Regions from separate parts of the Oryctolagus cuniculus genome. Here region 1 is linked to region 2. The links are chromatin contacts, called in public Micro-C maps. All regions are on one chromosome and are shown on one strand. Each heading gives the region's core, a stretch centred on a gene start, on an enhancer-like site or on the middle of the called end of the contact. The rest is flanking DNA. Distances are from core to core; before and after follow the strand shown. Region 1 holds the start of ACKR3 (atypical chemokine receptor 3). Region 2 holds the start of LOC138849100 (a long non-coding RNA gene).

Evidence for each region. A called contact is a pair of places that touch in the nucleus more often than the background predicts.
Region 1: a Micro-C map of ear pinna shows a contact between it and region 2, with 1.7 times the contacts expected there. The contact joins the promoter of ACKR3 here to the enhancer-like site in region 2. A contact is called at or near these places in 2 of 6 Hi-C or Micro-C datasets (ear pinna and an unstated tissue).

The regions. Positions count from the first base shown.
Region 1 is chr3:3,495,901-3,503,072 of mOryCun1.1, reverse strand. ACKR3 (atypical chemokine receptor 3) reads left to right here and starts at 1,409. Exons shown (of 2, transcript XM_002723240.5): 1 at 1,409-2,295.
Region 2 is chr3:3,183,885-3,190,663 of mOryCun1.1, reverse strand. It overlaps LOC138849100 (a long non-coding RNA gene), which reads right to left and starts at 6,502. Exons shown (of 2, transcript XR_011387524.1): 1 at 6,173-6,502; 2 at 5,132-5,434. Within about 2 kb of position 2,158, at least 1 of the 8 cell types and tissues checked has an H3K27ac peak or open chromatin away from gene starts, as enhancers often do. A contact at or near this core is called in ear pinna, where this site is marked.

The sequences.
Region 1 (7,172 bases), core at 160-2,659, 310 kb before region 2:
TGAGGGCCCTTCCGGCACAGAAGGGGCTCCACACTACTATTCGGGGAATGTCCAGTCCCAGCCCAAACGACAGCTCCGGAGCCAGTCTGCAGTCACCGGCACTGGAGCTGTGCTGGGGTGGGGCTGGGGCTCTGCCCCCAGGGACGCAGCTCTTCTAAGCACTGTGGATTTCAGTCTTCTAAGCCTGCTAGCGCCACAGCTGCAGGCAGATCCTGCGGGGAGGGCACAGCCTGCTCATTCTGGCGTGAAATCCCAGGTGCAGATTACAGAGAATGAAGGGAAGGGGAGTGTCTGAAAGCCCCTCCCAACCCTTCTGGGCAGAGAACTGGGGGCTGGCAGAATGCCCCGGGGACTCGGAGTGCCGGGCGTGCTGGGGGCTCAGGGCACAGGCTTGCCTCCGCAGCGGGAGGCACCACTTTCCCCCAACAGGCCCCTAAAAGCAGGGGCATCCCGCAGAAAACTCGGAGGCTGCAGGCCCAGGGACAATGCACTCGTACTTTCTTACTGCTCCCTTGCCCCTAGGACAGGGGAAGGCCCGGGGGAACCCCGGCGCGGTGCGGCTCCACGGGCGAGCCCCGGACTGGCTCCGGCCAGCGCTTGCCGGCCCAGGCCCTCGGGAGGACCCCTGCAGCCCCGCCCCCGGCCGAGCGCGTCGGGCTGCAGGAGGGTTGTGGCCGCGGGGCGGAATCCTCCCGGCGCCGCGGTTGGATGCGGGCTGCCGCCTTGCGGCCGGTGCGCGCTCAGGCCCTGGGGGTTGGGTGCAATCCGGGCTGGGAGCCGAGCACTGGGTGGGGGCTGGGGGGCAGGTCCGTTCCGGGCTCTGGGGATCCCGCCGGGGGGCGTGGGCGCTCCCTCCTGCCCGCTCTGGGGCAACCCCCGCACCCGGGCTCAGAACGCGCGGGTGCCCAGGCGGCTTTCCTGGGCGCCAGAGTTTGGTCCAGGCGCCTCGGGGCCGGCGCCGCGTTGGAATTTCGCCCCAGGCTGCGGGCTGCGGGTTGCAGGGTCTGAGGGCGCCCTCCCCGGGGACAGGGACCCATCGGCTACACCCAGCTCAGACGCGCGGCAGCAGGAGACGGGAACGGGGCAGAAAGTCGGCGGGGGTGGGGGTCACTCGCTCCCTGGCGCGGGGAAAGGCGACCGCGCAGCCCCTCTGTCCCGGCCACGGCCCCCCGCGCGGCGCCCCCCCCCCCCCCGCCCCAGGGCCCCGGGAGCAGGTGCGCTCCTCCCTGCCCCGGCGGCGGCTCCGCCCTGGGCTGCCCTCGGTCACGAGAAAAATGCGAAGCTTTTGTCTAAACAAAATATTTCCTTTGTAAGTGCTCTCCCCACACCCAGGCCCTCCAGCCGCGGGAGACTTTGGCCTCGCGACCCCAGCCCCGGCATTTGGCAGCCTGCTGCTGCTGTCCATGCAAAAGGGAGAGCCGCAGGGCGCCTGGCTGCGGGGACCGCGTGCGTGGAGCGAGGCCGTGCGTCCCAAGTGCAGCTCCGTGTACGCGCCCCCTGCCCCGGCCCGCACGCAGCGCCGATAAGGATGTAGATCTCACTAAGGCTAATGCCAACAACCGCAGACGGGCTCGCTCCCGCGCGGGGAGGGCGCTATCGGGACGCGCCGAGCGGCCCCCCGGGGCGTGTCTGGCACCGGGCAGGCTCCCGGGGCATCGCCCTGCAGAGCTCTGGCCCTGACGTCCTTTACAAATGCAAGTGGTGGAAGGACGTGGACGTTGGCGGCTGCGTGCTCCACTCTGGGGTCAGGGTGCGGCGCCCTGGCCGAGCGAGCGAGCTCCGCTTTGGAGGCATTGGAGCCAAACCCGGCTTGTCCGTCAGCAGCGAGGTTCAGAAGTTCCCAGCCATCGCCGTCTCGGGCCGGCCAGGGGACTCCCGCGGTGCTAATGGGATTGCTAAAGATACACCTGAGGCCAGATCAATGGCTGATGGTTTTGCAAAGCACCAGGGTTTCTTTGCAGTATTTTTTTTTTTTTTTCTGCCATCTTTCCCCCCCTGGGGTCTGGACCTTGTGGCTTCATTAGGCTTTGCAAATGAGGGGAGGCTGGGGTTTCCCGAGAGCTTGCTTGTTCAGGAAACAGCAGGCTGGGGGAGGCTTACGGGAGAGGGAAGGGGGTGTGGAGGGGAGGGAGAGCGAGCGAGCGAGCGAGCCCTAGACCAGAGTTAGCAAGCTGCCACCTAGAGGCGCCCTTCCGCAGCGTATAAAACGCGAGTCCGCCGCAGAGAGCTCACAGTTGCAGGAAACCGCTCTGCGCAGAGGGAGCCAGCACACGGCGGAGCCCAGCCAGCCCGGAGGTGAGGAGGCCAGGCTCCCCGGGGCAGGAGGGGAGGCGGGCAGGGCTCCCGCTGCTGGGCCCGCCCAGAGGATTTCTCTGGCGCGGGTGGGCCGAGTGCCTGAGGGTCCACACGGCTGGCGCCTGGAAGCCCAGGCTGGCTGCTCATCGCATGCCTGCATGGCAAACTCTGCCGATGCGGGGTGGGGGTGCGCCCTGCAGCGCAGGAGCCAAGGGCTGTTCCTTCCGTCACTTGGGGACGGAAATTTGCGCGTGTGAGCGTGTGTTGGATCTAGGAGTGCGGAGTTTATGTGAGGCTGTGATAGTCACTCACCAGGGAGCACGGGAGCTTTGCAAAAATGCCCACCGTCCCCTCTGCCTGCCCCGAGCTGGCAAGGGGTTAGCTTGGCAACGCTGCTTCCCGGCTTCCTTGCGGGCCTGTCAGCTGGGAAGCAGACAGAACCGGGGGTAAATGCCCGCTTCTGAAAGGGCAGTGTGTTTTATCAGGAGCCACCCTGCCTTGCTGGGGAGGGTGCCGGGGGTCCCCCTGGAGATTACCAGCTCCGGTAAGCCCGGAAGCTGTAAATGTGAAGTTAAATACAGCCCCGTCTTCTTGCCTCTTGATTGCATCCTCGCTAATCTAATTTGAGTATTTATTGTTGTCTCAGAAAGTGTTAAGCCGAGCCAGCTTCAGCTGGAAGAATAAGAAGGGGGGGGGGCGCACAGCAAAGTCGGGTATTTTATAATTCAAATACGCTCTCTCCAGGTGGAGCACGTGTTTCCGTGGATTTGAGGGGCGACTGCGAGTGAGGACTTTGGAGTGAGATCAGGGATGGGTTGTTAGCCAAGGCTTGTAACTTCCAGGACAATGAGACGTTGTAAAAGTCAGACTGGCTGTCTCTCTCCCTAGCTCTCCTCTCTTCTTTCTTTCTCTCTCTCTCCTTTCTTTTCCTTTCCTTTCTATTCATTTGCTTAGAACAGGATCGATTCGTGTCTGCAGAGAGGGAGCGAGCCCCCTTGAATGGCTCGGGTCCTTTGAACGTATTTGGGGCAGTGAGGTCCCCTGAAACCTCAGCCTGCAGAGTCTCCGTGTGACAACTTTTTTCTTTTCTTTCAAAACACAGATGCTGCCTTTGTGTCCCTGTATTTATTCCAGGGAAATGTGGAGATCAAATGGGCGTGCTGGAAAGGAGAGTGGGGGCTGCGAGGGCTCTGCAGATTTTAAATGGATAAACTGCTTGTCTTTTCTTTCATCAGACTGTGAGCCCTCTGCAGATGCAAAGCCTCGCTCGGAGCAGAGCTGCACATGGGGCTCGCTTGGAAATGATTTGTGCTGTTTTCCCCGGTTTGTGCCGTAAACACTTGAATGTGCACACAGCAGCTGAGTGCAATGCCACAGCCTCCGGCCTCGGGGAGGCTGGGCCGGGCTGCACAGGACGGGGTGGAAACGCAAAGGAAAAGTGGAGGAATGGCTGCCCTTGGCTGTCCATCAGGTTTTTTTTTTTTTTTTTAAGGGCATGCGTTGTAGTCATAACTTTAAAAAGTTCCAAGGCTTGTGCTCAACAGGGAGCTGACTGGGGAGGTGCGTGAGTCGCCCTTGGAGAGGCCAGGAGGCCTGATGACTTCTAATCAGGCCCGGGAGAGGCCAAGGGCAGGCTTTCTGGGCGGAAAAAAAAATAAAATAACAAAAACCCTTACTTAATCAGGAACAGTGGCTTTTTGTGTGGTGGGTTCGGGCGGAGGGCCGCTGTTTTCCAGTGGGCGTGGGGGGAAGGTTGGTTGCAGTTACTTCAACATGGGGCTGCGGGGCGGCCACTTTGTAAACCGTGAGAGTGACCAGGAGTAAGAAACAGATCCCAGAGATTTCCCAACTTGAGATCGCTCTCCGCGATTCTGCAGGACGGGATGGAATCAGGGGCCGGAGGCGTGTGTGCTTAAAACTAGACAAGCGGGAAGCTGCATTTTGCCATTAGGACCAGGAAACGTGTACAAATGCCTTCTAATTGGGTTGCGTGCGTTCAGCCGTAATTTAGAAAGAATTCAGTCTGTGTGTGTCAGCTACTTTTAAGTCCAGAAAAGCCAAGGAGCAGGCAGCTCCAGGAGCCGTATTTTCTGTTACAATGAAAACCAGCAGGGTGCAACAAGACAGGTCGGGAAGGAGGTGGGGTCCCGTCCCTGATGTTGAATTTTTGGTGCTTTTCTGCCAGGAGACTTTGGTCTCCAAGCAGCCACTCACTTAGAGTAGAAGAAAATCCCTTGTTGCCTTGTGGCTGTGGTGGCTGTGGACTTGCCTCTGTCTATGGGGACTGCTTTCCAGAGCCGCAAGTGGGTCTGCACACAGTCAGTGCTGGGTTCCAGGTGGACAAGGGGCTAAGGAGTGGCCTTGAGCTGCTGCTGGCCCAGGGACGGACACAGGGGCCCCCGGTGGGCAGTGCGGGGTCTCTGCGTGTTGAGGGCTGTGTGGCCGCACTGTCAGCATCTTCTGCTGTTCCCATGGTGACCGACAGCTCTGCAGGTGTCCGGCCTGGCTTTCCCAGGAGCAGCCTGGCTGTGCAGTGTCCTGGGCATCCCCCTGCGCCAAGCGGGGAGCCCTGGGTGGAGGATTCTCCCAGCCTGCTGCCTGTCCGGGTCCTAGGCTGCGTGGGAGTCGGGTCTGAGTGCCCCGGGCCAGCCCTGACCCCACCCTGGCCAGGTGGGGCCCCTGGATCTGCTCCTGCCGCCACAGCCTTGCTCTTCCCGGCTCGGCGGACCCAGTGGGGTTTCTGGGTGTGGGACTTGTTTTTCTTCCCCACACACTTGCCAGTGGATAAGGCTGCCGCCCTCAAGTGTCAGCCCGAAGCGGCTCTAGGGCTTCTGGGACTGGGTGGGCCCCGCCTGCATCAGAGCATGACCCCCCCCCCCCCCCGCCATGATTTTTTTGAGTTCTCAAATAACTCAGAGAAGTTCCTTCCTTAGGGAAAGCAAGACCGCTTAGGCCACTGAAGACCGTGTCACCCATGAGGCCTGGTTCTTGCTTGGGGGGCACCAGGGGACAGAGCTGCCATTCTGCTCCCATCCCGGCGAGGGCCACAGAGAGCCGCCTGGGCCGGAGCCTCCCTTGGCTTCTCCCTCCGCCTGCTGGGTTGGTTGATTTCCGCATGGATTTAATTCAGGATGGATTCAAAACAAAAATAAAAACAAGTCTAATGGTGCTGCTGAGGTCGCGCGGATCTGCTGACTCTGACGGCACGCTCTCGAAGACCTGACGCCAGCCAAAGGGAAGAGCCAGGGCTTGAGTTGTTGTAGGGTGACTCACAGGGGATGACATCCCTGGAGAAGTCGGAAGGGGGCCGAGGACTCTGTTCCCAGCCACAGGCAGCCAGTAACTCCCGCCTTCTCCTGCGCTGGCCTCTGTCTGCAGGTGCACAGAATGGCGAGTGTCAGAAGAAGGGGCTGCCCAGGGCTGACCCTGAACTTGCCCTCCATCTGCCATTGTGGGGTGCAGGCCTCAGACTACCAGGAAGGAGGTGGCCAGTAGACAGAGGTCCTGCAGGGCCCAAGGAGGGCAGAGGGCCCCTCACCGGGGGCCTGGTGTCTTATCTTATCTGCACTGCTGTTGGGGGGAGCCTGCCCGCCCCACACCCAGCCACCAGAGCCCAAGTACTTTCTGTATCACTGTCCATTCTTTAAGGCCTGTTCTGCCCCAAAGCCATGGCTCTGCGTGGACGCACCCAGGCCTGACCTCCCTGCCCGAGCTGCTGAGCTCATTCCTGGTTTTCATCTCCCCTTTGCCCGGGCCAGCTGGGGGCTCTGTTTTCAGACTCCCGCACCCTCCCTTGGTCACCTCCTTCTCCTTGAAGGCCCAGTGGACACCCCCACCCCTGTCGCAGGGCAGCCCCAGTGCCCTTGCACCTCCCTGGCCTCTGCAGTGGGGTGGGAGGTTCTTGGGGGGAACGAGTGGTGAGAGGAGTCAGGCCTGCCTCCCTCCTGGGCCTCCTGGCTCAGCCGGGGTCACAGAAAATCTGCAACTGTTAGTAGTGCAGCCTCAGTGGAGCCTGACTGATGGCTGTGGGTCACTGGACACCTGCTCTGTGCCAGGTGCCTGCACCGTCGGTGGCTGTGCAGGGATGGTGGGGGGGGGGTGCCAGCCATGGGCAGGAGGGAGGTGGGGGGGTAGGTAGGGTGCACAGCAGGATTCAGGGCCGCGGGCTGGGGAGGAGGCAGGAGAGGCAGACGGGCCCAGGGCACAGCTGGGAGGAGCGCCCCGCGTCGCGGAGGCAGCTTTTGTGTGTGTTGAAGGTGGTTTTGGAGAACACCAGCCAGGGGCCTGGACACAGGGCAGTGTCTGGGAGGGAGCCAGCAGGGGGAAGACACGTTACTGCAGGCCTAGTCCCCCAGCCCCGAGTCGAAACCGGGAGTCGGCTCATCCTGGCCTCGCCCCAGCTTGCTGGGGGGCTGTGTGTGTGGGGGGGCTCCAGCAACTGTTTGGATGCAGCTCGGCTGTCATCCAGGAACCTTGGCGAGAGGCATGGTCCTCCACTGGACGCGGCGGTGGCCCACAGTGTTGGGGCCGCGAGGGGTGCACGTGTCCCCTGGGTGGCTGTGGGTGGGAGCTGCCTGTCTCGGTGCAGGTGTGCGGCCAGGTTGCTGGAAACGCTGTCGCCGTGGCCAGGGCTGAGCGAGACGAGGTGGCGTTGGGGAGCAGGGCTGGAAGCTGACGTTTACTGCTTTTGGCTCTCGGCCGGGCCTCTGGGGTCTAGAGAAAGAGAACTTGAACCCCGCCTGCGCCGCGGCTCATTCCTCTCGCTATTAACTTGCGCCTCGTTGTCCAGGTCCAGGTTCCAAGCACACAGAAGTTCGCGGAGCAAAACCACAGCTCCCCCTCTGCGGCCCCCCGGGGCTCTGTGCTGCCTGCACAGC
Region 2 (6,779 bases), core at 909-3,408:
TCCACTTCTGATCCAGCTCTCTGCTATGGCCTGGGAAAGCAGTAGAAGATGGCCCAGGTCCTTGGGGCCCTGCACCCACGTGGGAGACCTGGAGGAAGCCCCTGGCTCCTGACTTCAGATCAGCACAGCTCCGGCCGTTGCAGCCAACTGGGGAGTGAAGCAGTGGATGAAGACCTCTCTCTCTCTCTCTCTCTCTCTCTCTCTGCCTCTGCTTCTCTGTAACTCTGTCTTTCAAATAAATAATAAACAAATCTTTTAAAAATGCCAATCGGCATGCATTTAAAGCACTATCAGCAATGCCGTATTCACGTTAAGATACAAGAATGAACGAACGGCAGCCGCCTGCAGTGGTGCAGGGGAATCTCAGAGACGGACCTGGGGAGCGGAGCAGCTCCCAGCCAGAGCAGAACACCAAAGCAGGCGTGCCTGGGCACGGGGAGGCCTGGCCCTGGGCAGGCAGGGGGCCCTGGGCACGGGTCAGCGTGGCCCTGGGCAGGCAGGGGGCCCTGGGCACGGGTCAGCGTGGCCCTGGGCAGGCAGGGGGCCCTGGGCAGGCAGGGGGCCCTGGGCACGGGGTTGGAGTGGCCCTGGGCAGGCAGGGGGCCCTGGGCACAGGTCAGCGTGGCCCTGGGCAGGCAGGGGGCCCTGGGCACGGGGTTGGCATGGCTCTGGGCAGGCAGGGGGCCCTGGGCAGACAGGGGGCCCTGGGCATGGGGTCGGCGTGGCCCCGGGCAGGCAGGGGGCCCTGGGCAGGCAGGGGGCCCTGGGCACAGGTCAGCGTGGCCCTGGGCAGGCAGGGGGCCCTGGGCAGGCAGGGGGCCCTGGGCATGGGGATGGCATGGCCCTGGGCAGGGAGGGGGCCCCAGGCAGGCAAAGGGCCCTGGGCACGGGGTCAGCGTGGCCCTGGGCAGGCAAAGGGCCCTGGGCATGGGGTCAGCGTGGCCCCGGGCAGGCAGGGGCTGGAAGGAGATCCAGAGGACCCTGGGGACTGCCGGGGCTGTGTCTTGAGCCTGGAGCCACGTTCACAGGTGTTTTCAATTTGTGGAAAATTATTACGATGAGCTCTTAAGATTTGTTCACTTTCATGTAAATTACACTTGAGCGTTTCTTCTGAAAGAGGAGAAAGGAGCCCGGGAAGGTGTGCGGGATCAGCTCTGGGCTGCGGGTGCTGCTCACTTGCTGCGCCCGCGGGACTTCTGTCGTCCAGGGTTCCTTTGATTCCGCTGCCTCCGAGGCCAGCCTTGCAGCTCTCAGCACGCCACGGAGGGAGGGCGTGGGGGGAGAGGAGGGTCCTGTTCCCGGCAGGGTCTCCTAGCGACGCGGCTGCCCAGAACCCGGAGCCCAGATCAGCACCAGCTCCACGGCAGCAGGCAGCGCCGGCCGCGAACTCCACCAAGAGCCACTTGTTCCCGGGGAGGGAGCCAGCAGCTGGGTGCCCAGAGAGCCATCTGTGCCGTCCAGGCTCTGAGCTCATCATGAAGTTTAAGAAGACAAAGGCCAGGCTCGGTTCTACCCTCAAGGGGCGGAGCCTTGGCCTCCCTGTGTGAACCGGAAGGCGTCGGGAGGGCTGGGGTCAGTGGTTGTGCATCCAGCCTGAGCCTGGCTTGGCGAGCCATGGCCCAGCTCCACGTCACCGGGGGAGACAGGAGGCCCACGTGGACCAGGCGTGCTCTGAGGCTCATCGTCCGAGTCACGCTTCCGTCCACAACACGCCTCGCCCAGCTCGCGCTGTTGTCCCCGGGCCTTTGGTCTCAAGTATCGTCCAGCTGGCTCATACTGGCTCTCTTACCCTCGCACCCCGCAGAAGAAACACGGGGGTGCTTCGGCCATTCAGCCGCGGTGGGAGCGGGAGTCTGGTCCTACTCTGCCACTCCCCAGCGCTGCCCGGTGCCCGTGTCGGCCACTTCCCGCTCTTAGGACGGCAACGTGGCAGGGGCCGCCAAAGCAGCAGCTTCCTCCCTGCAGCCCTAACCCCTGTGGGCTGGCCCGGGCACTCTCTGATCGGCCAAGCCCCGCTCTCCTGCTCCACCCCTGTGCCTGGGGATGGGTTTGTCCAGTGCAGACCCACCTGGAGCTGGGAGCACCATGTGACACCAGTGGGGGCGCAGCCAGGTGGGAATTCACGCAGCACGGCTTTGGAGCTGGCACCCTTGAGAAGGAGAGGAGGGGGGACCACAAAGGGGCTCCCTCGAAAACCTTACTGGCCAGGCCCTCCGTGAGGTCGTGGGTGGAGACGTGGATGTGGGGAGGGGCTCTGGCCAGGCAGGAGGGGTGGGAGCAGTGAGCTGTGGCTGGGTGGCTACAGCCAGCGGCCCAGGAAGACTTTCTGGCCACGTCCACTCCTGCAAGCTGGGCCCTGCCAGTGTGCTCACAGTGGCAGCCGCCGCGGTCACGGGGCAGGAGTGCCTGGGGAGCTGCCCAGGGCGTCTGTCCTGGCTGCAGGGCTCAGCACCGCGCTCCTGCTTCCCGTCTCCCAGCCTGTGCGAGCCGTGGAGGCAGGGGCGGGTGGGCGGCGGGCGGGAGCGGGGCGCTCCGGGAAGCTGGGTCTTGTGCCGCCTGCCTCTGACTTCCCCCAGTGACCTCTTCTTTGAAAAGCAGTGGCCTCTCCAAGGTCTGGGAAAAACAGCCAAGAACAGCGCCGGGCACGCCCCCTTTTAGGAGTAGCTTTTCCTCCCTTTCATGTGGCAAAGCCGCCCTTGGAGGGCCCCCTTGTGTAAACCCTTTAATTGCATCGCTAATGCAAACCAGAGCAGGAATGCGCCAGCCAGGAACTCACTACCCTTCGCTGAGCGGACCTGGTGCCTCCCTTATCTCGTCTTGGATCAGCTGGGTGAGGGGCACCGCAGAAGAGATGGCACCTGGCAGGAATGATAATTAAACCTGACCTCCCAGGGGTCACCCGGGAACAGCTCTGGGGGGGCACCCCAGCAGGGGTCAGAGGAGGGGTCTTCCTGCAGCCTCCTCTCCCAGCACAGGTGAGGGCTACAGGGTCTCCTTGCTGAGAGGGGCCGCATAGGGGAGAGGCTGCGGGACCGACCCTGCAGTAGCGCAGCGTGGCGCCCTCCTGTCTCACAGGCACCTGCACCTGTCCGTCCGATGTCTGCGGCTGACACAGCGGGCAGGTGGGGCTCAGCTTTCTCCGCAAGCCCAGAAGAGGGCGGAGAGCAGGAGGCTTCCAGTGAGGACAGCAGCGCCCAGCAGCCCTCAGGACGTGCTGTCCCTGGGGCAGCTTCCGCCCGCGACGGAGCCACACTTGTGTCCTCTTCCAGCCCACAGAGGACTCGCTTCAATCCAGAGCTGCCCCACGGCAAGCTGCCCTGCTGGCCAGTCCTGCGCCCTCCTTTTCCCTTCACAGCCTTTGCCCTCGACGAGCCCGTAGCCCTCCTCCCAGGCTTCAGCCATTGCTTCTTGGAGGGAGCAACCCGCCCAGCGCAGCACAAATCCCGTCCTTCGGAGCCCTGCTGTGGCCAGCACCAGTCCCTGGGGCTGCCTGGCGGCCTCCACTCTGGAAGAACTGGGGTGTGAGGAGATCCGCAGGGGGGACACCCTAGGCCACGTGAGGAGTGGCAGGAATGACGCTTTTTTAAAAGATTCATTTATTTATTTGAAAGTCAGAGTTACACAGAGGGAAGGAGAGGCAGAGAGAGAGGTCTTCCATCCACTGGTTCACTTCCCAAATGGCTACAATGGACAGAGCTGCACCGATCTGAAGCCAGGAGCCAGGAGCTTCTTACGGGTCTCCCACATGGCTGCAGGGGCCCAAGGACTTGGGCCATCTTCTACTGCTTTCCCAGGTCACAGCAGAGAGCTGGATCGGAAGAGGAGCAGCCGGATCTTGAACCAGCACCCGTATGGGATGCCGACGCTTCAGGGCAGTGTGTTAACCTACTGCACCACAGCGCCGGCCCCAAGGAATGACTTCTTAGAACCAGCACTAACAGAACGTCCCTTCCAATTCTGGGGGCCATTGGCCAACGCGGAGAGACTCCGTCTCACTGGACAGGAGGCCACTCCGAGGACGTCCCTCTAAGGCAGGTGCATCTGGGAACGCCCCCATCACATCAGACCTGTGTTCCTGATGAGCCGTGCTCAGCACTTGTCATGAGTGGAGAACTTTTCAGAATGCTCGTAGCCCAGGAACAAAGCTGACGACCCCAGGCTGGGTCTAGGACAGGCCCCCAGGAACACACAAAGCTGACAACCCCAGGCTGGGTCCAGGACAGGCCCCCGGGACACATCCATCGCCCTGTTCTGTCCCATCTGGCGGCAAACAGTGAGGACAGGCAGGCGGCTGGGTGCACCTCCCTCTCAAGGCCCAGCAGCCGTGGTCTGGCTGATGACAGGCGGCCGTCTCTTGGGCCTTGGCCTTCAGGACAGAGCTGGGGTTACCTGCTTCCCCCGGAGCTCACTGTATCGGTGACCTGAGGCTGCGGCTTCCTCCAGACCGGCCTGAGCACATCCCTTGTTTGCCTGTTGCTGTAGAACAGAGCGTAGGGGCTGGTACTGTGGCACAGCAGGTTAAAGCCCTGGCCTGAAGCGCTGGAATCCCATATGGGCGCCGGTTCTAGTCCCGGCTGCTCCTCTTCTGATCCAGCTCTCTGCTGTGGCCTGGGGAAGCAGTAGAAGATGGCCAAGGTGCTTGGGCCCTGCACCCATTTGGAAGACCTGGAAGGAACTCCTGGCTTCGGATCGGTGCAGCTCTAGCCATTGCGGCCATCTGGGAAGTGACTCAGCAGATGGAAGACCTCTCTCTCTCTCTCTCTCTACCTCTCTCTGTAACTCTGTCTTTCAAATAAATAAAAATAAATTTTAAAAAAAGAACAGAGCGCAGGGCAGCACTTGAGCATGTGTGGAGGATTCAGTCGCTTCACAAAGCCGCTCCGTGGAATTGCAGAGTTTAGAATTTGAAAATTCAGTATATGAATACATTTAGACTTGGTTTCCCTAAACTTGACCTTGATTCTATCTCTACTCCTAACACCAAGCCTAACCCTCATGTGTGCCTCCTGCCCCTCCGCCCAGGGAAGAGTTTCTCTGTCTCTCTCTCTCTGTCTCTCTCTCTCTGTCCATGCACGGTTCTGTAGCGTGCCAAGGACCATTCACAACCTGGCACGCTACCACACGTCTCAAAACCAAAGCAAGAATGGCTTTGTTTTATTTTATAGAGGGCGGGGTACGGAAAGCCAGAAGGAAGCTGTGTTTTCTAGACAGCTTGTTTTACTTGGAAAGGAAAAGTGCCTTCTAACGGGCGTCCTTGAAGAGCATCCAAGCTGAGAGACGGCACAGGCGCGTGTAAGAGGGTCGACACTCCAGAAAGCAAAACTGGCAGCTTGTCTTCAGGAACCACGCCACTGCCACCATCACTAATTACGAAGGCTCGGAAGTCCCGGGGACCGCCCATGGCGTAGCCCAGGGAACAGGGTCAAATGGGTGCCTATGGCAAGGATCAGAACAGTGAAAGCAGATGATTATTTAAAAACAGCTCATGAAAGGATTTCAACAGACAAATACATAAAAACCAATGGCATGTCCATATATGTCCCATTCACAACCATACTGAACCTATCACCTACGGAGAAGTGAGTTTCAAAAAGTATGTAAAATTTAAATTAAACCACCAAGTTCCTAGAAGATCATAAAAGACAAGCGATTAGAGGGAAGGAAGAAATTTCTAGAAAAATGCAGATGAATAACCCAGATAGTCTTGTTCTGAATTTGGCAAAATAATATTGAAATTTATGTGAGAGAACGGTTGTCTTAAACCTCCAAAAGACAGCAGGAAAGCTAACATTACCAGAGAAGCTATCTGTAGTCCTAGCAGGTACTAAAATACATTTTAATAAGCAGCCTATGCATGAATCAAAACATCACACTGCTCTCCATAAACCTGTGCAACCATACGTCTCATTCAAACTAAAATCAAACTTCAAAAATTCCTTCAAATATGGGTTGAGAGGAGCACCAAACACTAGAAGCTTGGCTTATAGGCTGGCAGCGAGAGAGATGTCTTCACGCCTTGAGTTAAAGGGGGTCCTACACGGAATCCTGTTCCCTAGGAGGCACAAGCAACAGAGGAACAAGGAAAAGTAAAGCTAACGGAATAATATCCTTGATTTGCCCCGATGTGTGCAAACACAGCGTAACTTCAACATGTGGTCGATGAAATCATTACCAGACGCATCCTTTGTTCCAGCCGGCTCTGAGCTGGGATGCTCTGCCCTCCTGGTGTCCAGCATCTCTACGTGGCAGGGGATTTTGCACGCTGTAGAACAAGCAGCAGGGAAACAGACCCTCAGTGAGGGGGTGACGGAAACCACCCCCCTCACCACGGTACCAACCATCCCAGCTGAAGCCGCGGTTTTGAAAACCAGACAGCAGAGTAACCAGGGGGAAGCTGAGCGCTGCTGTGCTTGGCCAGCCCTGGGCAAAGGACAAGCCGGGCCCCAGAGGGAGGAGGAAGGCCGAGGCCGTGGGCACAGTGGAGAGAAACGGCCCGCTTCCCAGGGCGGGTCCTGGGCCGGCAGCCAGCGTCCAAGGCGCAGTCAGCTCAGTGCAGAGTGACCGGGCCGGCTGCCGGGGTCTGCGGTCCCGGCAGGGCGAGGCAGCACAGCCCAAGTTTCCAGGCACCGGTCCCAGTGGGAAGTCCACACGGGCGTTGACCAGCGTTGCACAGTTCGTCCTCAGGAGACAGGGCCCACCCGTAGCAGCCCCACCCAGGGGAACCGGGTGAAGTCTGGGTGCCCAGAAGCTCCAGGGCCTCGTGCGTGGTTGCAGCCCCC